2 separate regions of the Triticum aestivum genome follow, and region 1 is linked to region 2. Evidence: chromatin contacts called from public Hi-C data. All regions are on one chromosome and are shown on one strand. The core of a region is the stretch at or near the end of the contact, and the rest is flanking DNA. Distances in the headings are between cores, read along the strand shown. Region 1 holds the start of LOC123139186. Region 2 has its middle 47 kb from the start of LOC123139186.

Region 1 (6,208 bases), core at 2,992-5,491, 48 kb after region 2:
TTCACAACTAACTAAATCTACATATAATGGTAACAATACATTTTTCTATTACACTTAGCAAAATTGATAACATTTTTTACTTCATTATAACTTATTCTGTCAATATACGATCAATATTAGTTGATCTCTCCATTACACTTAGCAAAATTAATTACATTTTATATTTATTTATAACTCATTTTGTGTATATGAAGTTTCAACTATTTTATTTTATTTTTACACATAGCAAACTTAACCACATTTGTTTTCTTTTGTACCTCAATTTATCAAGGTACGATCCTAAATTAAATTTGTTACAAAACAAAAACAACCATGTACAACTAAAACCACGACAAATATTGTGGAACGGAGGGAGTAACATTATTGCTGCATATTAAGGTGAGATGTTCTTCGTTACACAAGTTCCCGTCTATCATTATAAATATGCTTGCACTCAATTTGAAACACATTTTGCAAGGATAATCACATTATTTACTATATTTTTTTAACTATTCATGTCTCCACAGGTTAATTTATGCCACTTAGATGAACGATAGTTCATATATTGATATGGTTAGGATTCACTTCAGTGTTCTTAAATATCTTGACAGAGAGGTCTATGGTGTATAATCTAACAAATATCTTGATGGTGGGTTCTAAAGTATATGATTTTCTATGGTATGTGTAAGTATGTAGCCAATTCTAGAGATACCTACAATAATTTGTTCTTAAATAATTGGAGTTGCTTTGTTTACTGGTTTTTATTGTAGTCAAAGAATTATACTTTTTTTATTTTGCGTGCAAACAAGTGGGATTTACAGCCAAATCTGTCGTGATTAAGTGTAACTGCGATGAGGTGATTGAAAAAATTTAAATTTTGAATGTGAGATGGTCAGTGTTTACCATGATGTACAAAGACACATGACACACCTTAAATTAGTTGCATGCCATTAAGGTTCAGAAGATGGACACGGTAGACAAAATGAAATTGTGTTGGTCTAGCTACAGTCCAGGGGAGGTGTTAAGTGACTGTGTGTTGCAAGGTGCCATGCCGATGGGTTTGGCTCCTCTACAATTAGGTTATTACTGTACAAGTATATCAGTGTCAAAATCTGCTGTCTAGTTGCAATCCAATGGCTCTCCTATCCATCCTTCACACTCTTTGCAGCAATGGAGGATCTCAACGGCGATAGGCCTCACGACGGCAGCGCAAGGCATGTCGGTGCGCCAGCGCCAACAACTGGGATCAACTCAAAGTGCATGAACGCAGTGCTGAGCATGTTGAACTGCCTATCCTAGCCGCGTGACCCAGCTGGGAAAGACGTTACTCCTAGCCGCGTGCTTGCAGCTGCCAAATGCCAACCAGGAGAGACGTCGAACTCCTCTCAAGCTGCCTACTCACAGCCGCCGAGATATCCTCTAGCCGCCTCTGCACAGAATCGACTATGATTTTATCCTGTTTGGCTCCACGAGGTATTTTCTGTTCCCACATAGCCAGCGCAATAGTGAAAGAATCTCGTGCCCTTTAGAAACACAACACAATGAGAACGCATGAGACGATTGAAGACACCTGGGCCAAGGCATGTCAACATCGGCTGACCAGGAAAGAAGCAGAGTAGCGGAGAAAGAATATTTGAGAAAAGAGGAAGAGCGGTGTTTGCTGAAAGAGGAGGAGAGGAAGCCAGAGGAAGCAACAAAGAGGAGGAGGGAGAGTGAAAAGGATATGTTTTACTGAAGAAGTTGGAGGTTAAGTGCCTTATAGTAGCATACTAAGTTGTGGGATTTTTTTAAAAATTCATACAGGAAGAGCCTTACCAGTAGGCTTTTCATTGCAGTGTTTTCATGGATTGGATGACACTCTTCCTCTTGATTGGTTTATTTAGGTAAGTTCATGATCATACACATGAAAACTATGACATGGAAACATGGAGTTTTGCGGGTAACATGAATTACATCGGCTTTTCTTTTTTCCAACCTTTTGTTTGGAATAAATATTTAGTACAACCATTGTCGAGTACTGAGCAACAAATCAGCTCCAAAGCATTCATCCATTTTCCTTTCTTTGTATAACGGGTTCAGTCAGATAATGACATGCGATTAATATCTTGTTGTTTGGGAGGTTTCGCCTATATGAAAATTAATGTTTTTGTTGACAATGAAGATTAGAATTTTGTACGCATGCTCTATAGTAAGTTACCATATTCAGATTAGTTGTCGAACTAACAAGAGTATGACCTGCTCAAATATCGTGATGGTTCCGTGAGTCTATTTTAGATGCCATTTTAGTTTGATGTCTTTTTATTGATTTTTCTTTATGATAATAATTGAGAAATAGAGAAGCATTGGTGTATCATATATTACCATAGTACATATTTTTATTATATTTAGTCATTTCCTTTTTCGTAGACATCCTCTATGTTGCTTAACAATATATTTTTGATCTGGACTTAATTTGGACATGCAAAGTGGGGACTGGCATGTCTAACCAAACTAATTTGACTATTGGAAGTTTTGATTTGGATATTTGTCTCTTCCTCGAGACTTATAATACAAATTACCTAGGAATACATTCATCAAGCTTGGCAAAAACTAAGGGGGCTTATAATATGACTACAGAAAAAGCTAATAAGTGCTCACATAAATTTGCTAACCTTTAAATTTATTTGCATCTCCTTCATTTGTCCATGCCGTGTAGTTTTTCCTCCACATGAACATTATTATTGGTAATTGAACATGTAAGATGAAAAACTATGTAAATATTAGACAACTACTACCTATGTACCAAAATATAAGACGATTTGCGGGCTAAACTAGCCTTAAAAACGTCTTTGATACAGATGGAGTATTTTCGTAACCATTTGTTGACAACGGAGGTGTGCGTTGCACATGCAAACTTACTAGTATTCTACGAAATGTCATTTTATATACACGAGAATTTACACATTTAGTCATTTTATCTTGCTTTGATATGAACATAGTTTGAATGAAACTGGTCGATCACACAAATAAAGGTGAGGTAAATCGAATGCGGATCACCAAATCGCCCCTAAGTATCAAGATCAGACAGTTGAACTATACATTTTGCCATCCAATGACAGTCAACAAATTTTTTGGACCAACTCGGGCGTATGAAATCCACAAATGGGAACCAAATCTAGGGGAGGTTTGCAGGCGTCCGGACCTCCGCCACGTCAGATTCCGACGTGCCCCGCCCACCAAAATACCACACCCAGAGCCCTTTCTCCCTCACTCTATCTCTCCACTTGTGCTCCGTATCCGCACCTTCAGAGACCGATGCCGCACTGTGACACACCCGCCTTGGACTGTGCCATCATTCCACCTCGAAACAGACCGTAGCCCAGACATGCTTCGCCCCCTGCCGATGTCGTACATGGCAGACACCACTCGCGACAAGTGTTCGGACAAATGCCATTGCTGCATTTTGACATTATTGTTGTTTATTCTGGAGCAAACATGATGACAATGTACTCTGACGAAGGAGGATGAATTGTTCTATGAGGCGTGATTGGCCATATCGATACACTACTGTATTAAGATAGTTTCACACACGTCCTAAGATGTCTGTTTTTTTGAGACAGTCAGACAGTGTCTGTTGGACTCACACGTCCCCTAAAAAAAGTTGGACTCACACGCTCCCGTTTGACTTGCCGAGATGTACACGCTCATGTGTCAATTTGTAATACCATCTACTGTATCTTTGATCAAAATTAAAATTATGTTGTGAATCAATCTATTGTTGGATGGTTAGGAGGATAGTGGTATCCCTAACGCATTAGGGTTTAAGTCCTGGTGCCAGCATTTATTCTGAATTTATTTTAGAATTTCCGGCGATGCGCGTTCAGTGGGAGGAGACGTTCTCGTCAACTACGAAGCGCTTACGTGACTTTGTAAAGTCTCAAGATGATATGCTGGCTCAGTCTCTCGGAGGTGCTCATAGGAGTAGGGGATGAGTGTATGCGCGTTTATATGAGTGCTTGAGTCTGTACTGTGTTAATTTTTTTTAAAAAATATGTTTACACGCATTTAACCACCGCAGCCCGCATTTCCTTTTTCCCCGTCGACATCCACAGTTTGTGTGGACTCAACAAGCACCATTTTTATGTTCTTGACTCGTACCCAAAGTCAATGGTTCAAGGTCGGGATAAAAACCTGTCCGGCCGGCAACCATCGCCCGCAAAAATAAATAAACGAATTCCGAAGCGAAAGCAATCTATAAAGCGCGCAGATGTAAAAGGGACAGCGCCCCGCACCCACGGCACTTCCCAGCCCTGCTCTCCCCTCCCCCTCCCCTCCCCACTCTCTCCCCCAAATCGGAGAGCGGAGGAACCCACAGACCCATCCATCCATCCGGAAAGTCGAGCGAGATGGGCGCCGCGAGCAGCAGCTGCGCCGCCGGCCCGTCGTCTTCGTCGCCGCCGCCGCGTCGCCGGCCGCGGATCGGCCTCGGCGGGTGCTTCGGGGCCGGATCCTCCGCGCGCGACGGCGGGGGCCTCGCCGCCGCCGCCGCCGCGGCCGCCTCCTCCTCGCGCGCCCTCCAGGTAGTCGCTCCTGGCCTTCTAGCGCCGCGCCGTCGCTTGGCTTGAGGTACCGGGGACGGGGAACAAGGTTCGGTCGCCTGGTGTCGAGGGATTTGTCGGTGGTTACTGTTCCTGGGTCGTGGGATTGGGGATGGTGATTCTGGCGGCGTAGCTTTGGTTAGGAGAAGCCATGGACTTGCGTCCGGAGCTTTTAATCACCATTTCCTTCGTACCGCTGCTTGCTCAATCATGATGAGTAGTAGTATGGGCTATGGACGAGGGTTGACTAGCTGAATGAACATTTATGTCCCTTCCTTACACATCCGTGCCATGCAAACATGATTACCTGCCTCTGGATTTACTAGCCTTAGCTATATTTTCAACCCTCATAATGGACATGAGTGGAGAGCTCGCAGAATCTGTCATTCCACACTAATAGTATCGGGTCTCTTGAGTGACAAGCTGAGCTAAATCTGTGAAATTGCAACATTTCTGTATGTTGAAGTGCCAGTGGGGTTTCATGCTTTCAGTGGATAAGGTTGCTCTGTTTTCCTTCTGTTTTGTTATCTATGTTGTTGACTGATGTCAGGAAGGTGTATTGTGCAGGCAGCAACTCGGCAAGCAGAGCGAGCAGCGGCTGGGCTAGATTTCCAGCCTTCCCTGTCTGCTAAGGATCTTCGCCACACCAGCGAGCCAGACCCAAGAGTGCATCCGTCTTCAAGCACCATAAGTCACCGCCTCCGGTTCAACCACCTGGACTGTCACGAGAACAAGGAGCATGCCCTGCGAATTAAAGATGCTGAAACGAGTGGTCTGGCGAGTTCATCAGGAAAGGATGCCGTGATTAGGGGAAATCTCAGTAATGAAGCTGGCAATGATGAGAGAACATCTGGGGAAGGGGTTAGTCCTATGGCACAAGAGCTTGTAGAACCTGCACCTGATAATGTCCATATTGACGCAGTTTTCATTACAGAAGTTAGTGGCTCCTTGTCCCAGTCTGATTTCCACTCCTCGCTGATGACATCTGAAAGGATCATGCCTGGCTTGGAAGACGGCGAGACAGCTCTCCGCAGGACTTCATCCAGAGATGTTTTGTCAAGTGAAAGATCAGATGTTTCTCAATCCAGCTTGACATCTGTGTTGCCTGCTACTTCAAGCGCATCATCCATCGTTGGTGAATCAATTCCAGATGCAACTGCTAGCAGAGAAGATGTTCCAACCATATTCAGTGTGTCTCATGGTCAGATTGGTGGCAGTACAGTGCATGAAGACATGGTTAGCATTTTCTCAAATGATGGCCCAGAACACCCCCGAGATTCCAGCAATGGTGAAACAAGAAGAAATCATAGAAGAGTCCTATGGGATTCATTTTCAAGACGTGGTTCTAGAGGTTATCTAGATTCAGACACTGATGATCTGGGATTTTACAGTAGATGGCTAGACCTTGGTGATGATCTTTTTGGTGATGAGGTTGAGGAGGCACGATACTTTCATCGTAGACGCCATGGTTCAATCAGAGTAAACCAGTATTCAAGATCTCGGGTAATTGCTCTGGCCTATGACAGCTATGCCTACTCTTTCATATGTTGCGATTCCATATTTAGGAAATGTTATTGGTGTCACCATGTCCAGATTAAGTTAATTGTTGATGTTGGTTTGCACCATTATCTGAAGATTCTGAACAAAAACAT
Region 2 (5,850 bases), core at 1,078-3,577:
TTTCATCCCAGGGCATAGCATAGCTGAAAATTTTATCTTCGTGGCAGATCTCATAGGCGCCTGCCATTCCAGAAAAGCCTCAACCATGTTCATCAAATTGGACTTTAGCAAAGCCTTCGACTCCCTCTCTTGGGACTCTCTCGCCTCCATATAACGTTGTCGTGGCTTCCCGCCAAAATTCTCAGCATGGCTTCATGACCTCCTAGCAACTGGAAAAACTGCCGTGATGCTGAATGGGATCCCCGGAAGCTGGATAAATTGCAAAAATGGCCTCAGGCAGGGTGACCCTATATCGCCCTACCTCTTCATCATCGTTGCTGATCTCCTACAACAAATGATTCAACAAGACTGCGACCTAGCTCATCTCAGTCACCCCCTGTTCGCGCATCTCCCGCCCACTGTTTTACAATACGCTGACGACACCCTCATCATCGCCAAGGCATCTAGTGGCGCTCCTTAGCAGTTAAAAAACATCCTTCACGATTTTGCCATGGCCACTGGCCTTACTATCAACTTCACAAAAACGACTTACGTACCCATGCACGTCATCTCTTCCATGGCAGACTCCATTGCCTCCACCTTGCAATGCCCAACCTCAACATTTCCGCAGATCTACCTAGGCCTCCCCCTAACACCTACGCGACTGCCTACAAATGCCTTCTTACCGATCATCGAACGCTACCATAAATTCTTAACAGGTTGGCGTGCAAAAATCCTTTCCAAAGGGGATAGGCTCATCCTATTATCGGCGGTCCTCGACTCCCTTCTAGTCTACTTCATGTCAGTCTTCCCCATCCCCAAAAGTGTTCTTAAAACCCTAGACTCTATTCGATGAGCTTTTTTGGGGCTGCGGAAAAAACATGCACTGGTGCTCAATGCTTAGTTGCCTGGAAAAATGTGTGTAAACCAAAGAATTGTGGTGGTCTAGGGCTAAAAAATCTTCACAAGCAGAACAAATGCTTACTTATGAAATTTGCTGTAAAAGCTCTCTTACCAGACCAAACACCGTGGCCATACTGGATCGCTTTGCAACACCCAAATTCCCTCATTGCTCCACAAAATAGCCAATCCTTCATTTGCAGAACAATAAATCAACAGCTGCCAACACTTCATGCCATCTCATTTGTACTTGCAAATTCAGGCACTAAACCTACTTCTGGCTAGATACTTGGTTACACAGCCAGCCACTTGCTACTTTATTCCCCTGCCTATATTCACACACCACTATCCCACTAGCTCGTGTGGCTGTTGTCTTGAATCACGGTTTGGAAACAAACCTACGGAACCGCCTAACATTTGATGCTGCTACCGAGTTGTGCTCTTTGTTGTCTCTCCTGCAGGATTTTCGGTTGACGACAAGACCGGATGAGCGCTACCTCAATGGTGGCCTGCGCTTCTCCACGAGGGCGGCATACACGCTGACCATGGGCTCCAACGACGATGATAACGACGTACATGTCGTTGCCATCTGGTCTTCATGCGTTCCAAATCGCGTGAAGATCTTTGCATGGCTCATGTTTCGAGATCGACTCAACTCAAAAATCAACCTTCTGCGCAAGCATATCGTCACCGACTCTCTATGTCTGCGTTGCGGACATGATGGTGAAACCAGCGCCCACATATTCCTGGAATGTCCACTTGCACAACGTATTTAGCAAAGGATCGGCCTCTCTCCTTCCAGTTGCATTGATGGACTATGGGACTACTGTCTACCTACTCAGGTAGATGCGGTCATTTGGCACTCCGTCCTCCTCATCATCCTATGGAGATTTGGGATTCCAGAAACGCTATGACCTTCAAGCAAAAAAATCATCACAGTATTATCACTCTCAGGCGAATCGTCGATGACCTAATGCTCTAGACACACCGGATGAAGAAACCATTGCACAAACAGGCCGCCTCCTCCTGGCGTTCCTACCTCTTATCACGACTACACGTGCTCATGTAATTCCTCTTTGTAATCAGTTTGACGATGGGAGTACAAACTTGAGAAATATATTCAGGTGGGGAGCTCCCCTCCCCCCCCCCCCCCCCCCTGATTTTTCAAAAAAAAAAACGGATGCAATCAAGCCAGCCGCTCCCTGCTTCAGCATTGGAATCGCATGCAGAGCTAATTTAAAAACACCAGTTATATCTCCTATATACTCCAAACCTTAAAGAAAAAGTAGAGGATATATTTTGACAATGATTATGTCCTGTCCTTTAGTCCTTTTATTCTCGTGTCAACAGGAAATGTGTTGGAATTTCGCCTGCATATACACTGTCGAGAGACCGGCCAGGACGTCGGTGTCTGCACAAGGTTGACGGCCACTACCGGACATTCGACACGCAACGGCCCAGCACCTCTGATGGGTCAAGCGTACCGAACCATTCGCGCACATGCATGCACCCCTCACAAACCTTGAAGAATTTTCTTTTCCTTATTGCAATCATTTTTGGATTCCAGCGTTAAACCGCCAACGGGATAGGTATTGTTGGTTATCCTGTCAATTTGGTTATGAGCACTGTTGTCTTTTCTTGAAAGAAAACTCCTCACCTGGATTTGATACCTTCAAGTGTTTCATAAGCATGATACTTTTCCTACCTGCTAGTCAGGGACTTCAGAGACGAAAAATAACTTAATAAAAATAATACTAGTTGGTTAGTTAGTTGGGATGTATATCTTGGGACTTGGGAGACCGTATCCTGTTTCCTGCGTCTTTAGATAATGACATCCCCGGTCCGTCTCCGAGGGCGACGGCCTGATGGCTCCGGCTACGCGGAGCAGACAGCGGCGTGTACGTGGTTTGGAAAAGACGGCCGCAACGAATCGATGGATCTGGATAGCATACATCCCGGCCGGCATGAGCTCTGAACCGTCCCACTATCATCAACCCATGATTGGCCACAAAACTGACCGGTAACCATAAGCCGAGGGCCCCCCGCTGGTGGAGCATCATGCGACGCGCATCGTGCCAGCCTAGCTAGTCTTGGTTGTAGCTATGCGATTGTACTTTTTTTATAGAGGGCATTTTTATTAGAGTACTTAGAATGTAGCATAAAATTGATATCAAGCATGATGAGCAACACACGGCCTCTGCGTAACTAAGATGCACAAAGTCAATCATCAATAGTTTGATAAAAGAAAATAGAAAAGCAGCCATCTCTTCTTACCAATGTCCAATGTACGGACTGCCCTGCGGGCGGCTCTGGCGATGGGGGCGGCGCTCCCGTGCCTGGCCTTGCTTCCGGCGCTGGCGCTCTGGCCTCGGAGGGAGGTGGGTCGGCGACGGCCACGGAGGCGGCCAGGCGGACGGCCGGCCCCGCCTCGGGCGCGGTTGGTTGGTCGGGGAGCCGTTTTTGGGCGTTGGCCGATGTGGATTCCGACTGTGAAGAGGAGGAGGAGGAGGTGGGCGCTGCGGCGGGGTCAACGGTGGGCGGTCGTTCGGCGTGCTCCATCGGCGACTTTGTTGCGCGCGCGGAGGAGCTTGGGGGCTCCTTCAAGGCGGGGCGCCGGCGTGCTTTTGCACCCGGAGGCCGTGGCGCAAGGCGGCTTGCGCTCGCCGCGGGCCGGGGGCCGCACGCGTCTCCTGGTCGTGAGGGGAGGGGCAGCATGGGCTCCGCCGACGCGGGTCTGTGTCTGCGGCCAGCTCCGGGCCAGCTCCGCTTGGAGCGGGCGGTGCCTACGGCGGCGGCGGCGCCGGCGGATCAGGGCGTCGGTCGTCCTAGGGTTGGGGGCGACACGCGAGGGGCGGTGCTAGGCTGGGCTCCCGGGGCGCCAGGCGGCCCAATCGCAGGGCAGGCAAGTGTGTCGGCCCAGCCATGTGTTGTTTCAGTGAGGCAGGGGGGCCATCTCGAGGCCCAGCCCGGGCCACAGGTGGTAGCCTAGCCCACACCTGCCTGCGCCGCGCGGCCATATAAATGGCTTTGGCTTCCCCGTGGAACCCTAGATCCCTCACTAGGTTTTCCAGCCACCGATTCAGAGGTGCGGTGTTTCGGCCACTCCGCTCGCTTCCTCTTCCCCACTCCATCCCCCCCCCCCCGCCTCTGTTGCGCTCGTTCGTGGAGGTGGTGTCGATGGGGTCCAAGTCTGACCGCCGGGGGGAGAAGCCGCCCATAGAGCCACCGCGGCCGTGCCGACGACGAGGGTGGGTGGGGGCCGCCGCCCGCTTGGTGGCTCAAGGAGCAGGAGAGAAAGAAGAAGAAAAAGGAAGAGTACAAGAAGAAGGGGCTCGAGCTCAAGGGGCAGCTGGCCTCTCAGGACGGCGACCGCGCCGGAGATCTGCAAGCGAAGAAGCCGAAGCTCAAGCCTGCGGGGGGGGGGGGGGGGGCGGCTTCCAAGCCTCCCCTCCCGCCCAGATCCGAGTTGCCTGGCTCCTCTAAAGGCACGGTGGAGGCGCCGATCCCTGTCGAGGGCGCCGACGGCCCGGAGTGCTTCAAGTGCGGCCGCTCCGGCCACTTCCAGAACATGTGCACCTTCCAGCCGCTATGTGTGGTGTGCAACAAGGAGGGGCACACCTCGGCTCAGTGCCCAACCCGCGGCAAGCCTCTGCTCCTGCAAACTATGGGGCACGCCATCTCCGGTGAGGGATTCTTTTGCCTCCAGTATCCGGAGGATGCATGGGAGGAGCCACAGATCCTGCTGGGGGCCAACACGGCTGTGCTCTCCATGCCTTCCGGTGCGCTCTCGAGGGAGATCTTGGAGGTGGAGCTGCAGCACCTTTTTGAGGGTGCTTGGGACTGGCAGATTGCTCCCCTGGATGGTGGCGCATTCTCAGTGGTGTTTCCCGATCCAGCGATGCTCCGGATGGCTACAAGGAGCGGCAAGCTTTTCATGTCCCTCAATAACCTCATGGTGGATATTCGTGATGCGGTCCTCGACGCGCCCAAAGGTCTGGAGATGCCGGAGGTGTGGGTCAAGCTGGGTGGCATCCCTCCGAAGCAGCGGCGCTCCGACCGGCTCATGACGGCCACCACCATGCTCGGCCACCCCCTGCAGGTGGATGAGGAGTCCCTGATCCGCCCCGGGCCGGTCCGCATGCGCTTTGCCTGCCGCAACCCTCGCAAGCTTTGTGGGATGGTCCAGATCTGGTTCAACAACGACGGCTTCAACATCTCCGTCGAGCCCGAGCTCCCCCGGCGCAACTTGCGGCGCCCGCCCTCCCCTCCCCTCCCCCTCCTGGCAAGGGCCCAGACGGGACGGGGCGCGGCGGAGACCAAGATGATGACAAGGAGCTCGATGCAAGCATGGAGGACGACTCCATCGATACGGCGGCGTGGGAAAGCTGGGTATCACCGAGCAAGGCGGAGCAACGGCTCGTGCGCTGCAGCCCAGGATGGAGCAATCCCTGGCCGGAGGGTCGTCGCAGATGGAACTCTCCATCCCGAACTAATACGGCTCCAACCTGGGATCAGTCACGTCTCCTCCGGTGCGGATGGAGGCGGTGGTGGCCCCTTCGCAGTTGGAGGAGCCGGTGGGTGAGGAGCGCACCCCCATCGCGGTGTCGGCGGACTCTCTGCCTCCCCCCTCGCTCTCTCCATCACACAGCGGTCGCAGCAGCTGCAAGCTCGGCGCGGTGAAGCAGCTCAAGAAGGTGGCGGTGCGCAAGGTGTGTGCGGAGGCAGGCAGTGCTGCGGAGATCTTGGGGGCTCCGGCGATGCCGCGCCAGGCGGTGATGGCCCTGGTGGTGCCTGTTCCCACTCCGCTCGTGCAGGAGATGTCCCAATCGGCACCCATCCCGAAGGCCAAGCGCTCCAAGGCAGTGGTGGAGGGGAAGATGCCTCCCGTGCGGGTCAGCGCGCGTGCCAAGGGTGCCAAAGGCAACCTGCCTTCGCTCCAGCGCGCCCAACTTCTGCGAGCTCAGAAGAACC

What was found. Hi-C and Micro-C count contacts between places; a contact is called where the count stands out from the background.
Region 1: a Hi-C map of leaf shows a contact between it and region 2, with 2.2 times the contacts expected there. The contact joins the promoter of LOC123139186 here to the enhancer-like site in region 2. A contact is called at or near these places in 2 of 5 Hi-C or Micro-C datasets (both in leaf).

What each region holds. Positions count from the first base shown.
Region 1 is chr6B:680,057,334-680,063,541 of IWGSC CS RefSeq v2.1, forward strand. LOC123139186 reads left to right here and starts at 4,242. Exons shown (of 6, transcript XR_006469482.1): 1 at 4,242-4,538; 2 at 5,124-6,059.
Region 2 is chr6B:680,011,619-680,017,468 of IWGSC CS RefSeq v2.1, forward strand. No RefSeq gene overlaps it. Among protein-coding and RNA genes, the nearest start is that of LOC123139186, 47 kb to the right of the region's middle. Within about 2 kb of position 2,328, at least 2 of the 8 cell types and tissues checked have an H3K27ac peak or open chromatin away from gene starts, as enhancers often do. A contact at or near this core is called in leaf, where this site is marked.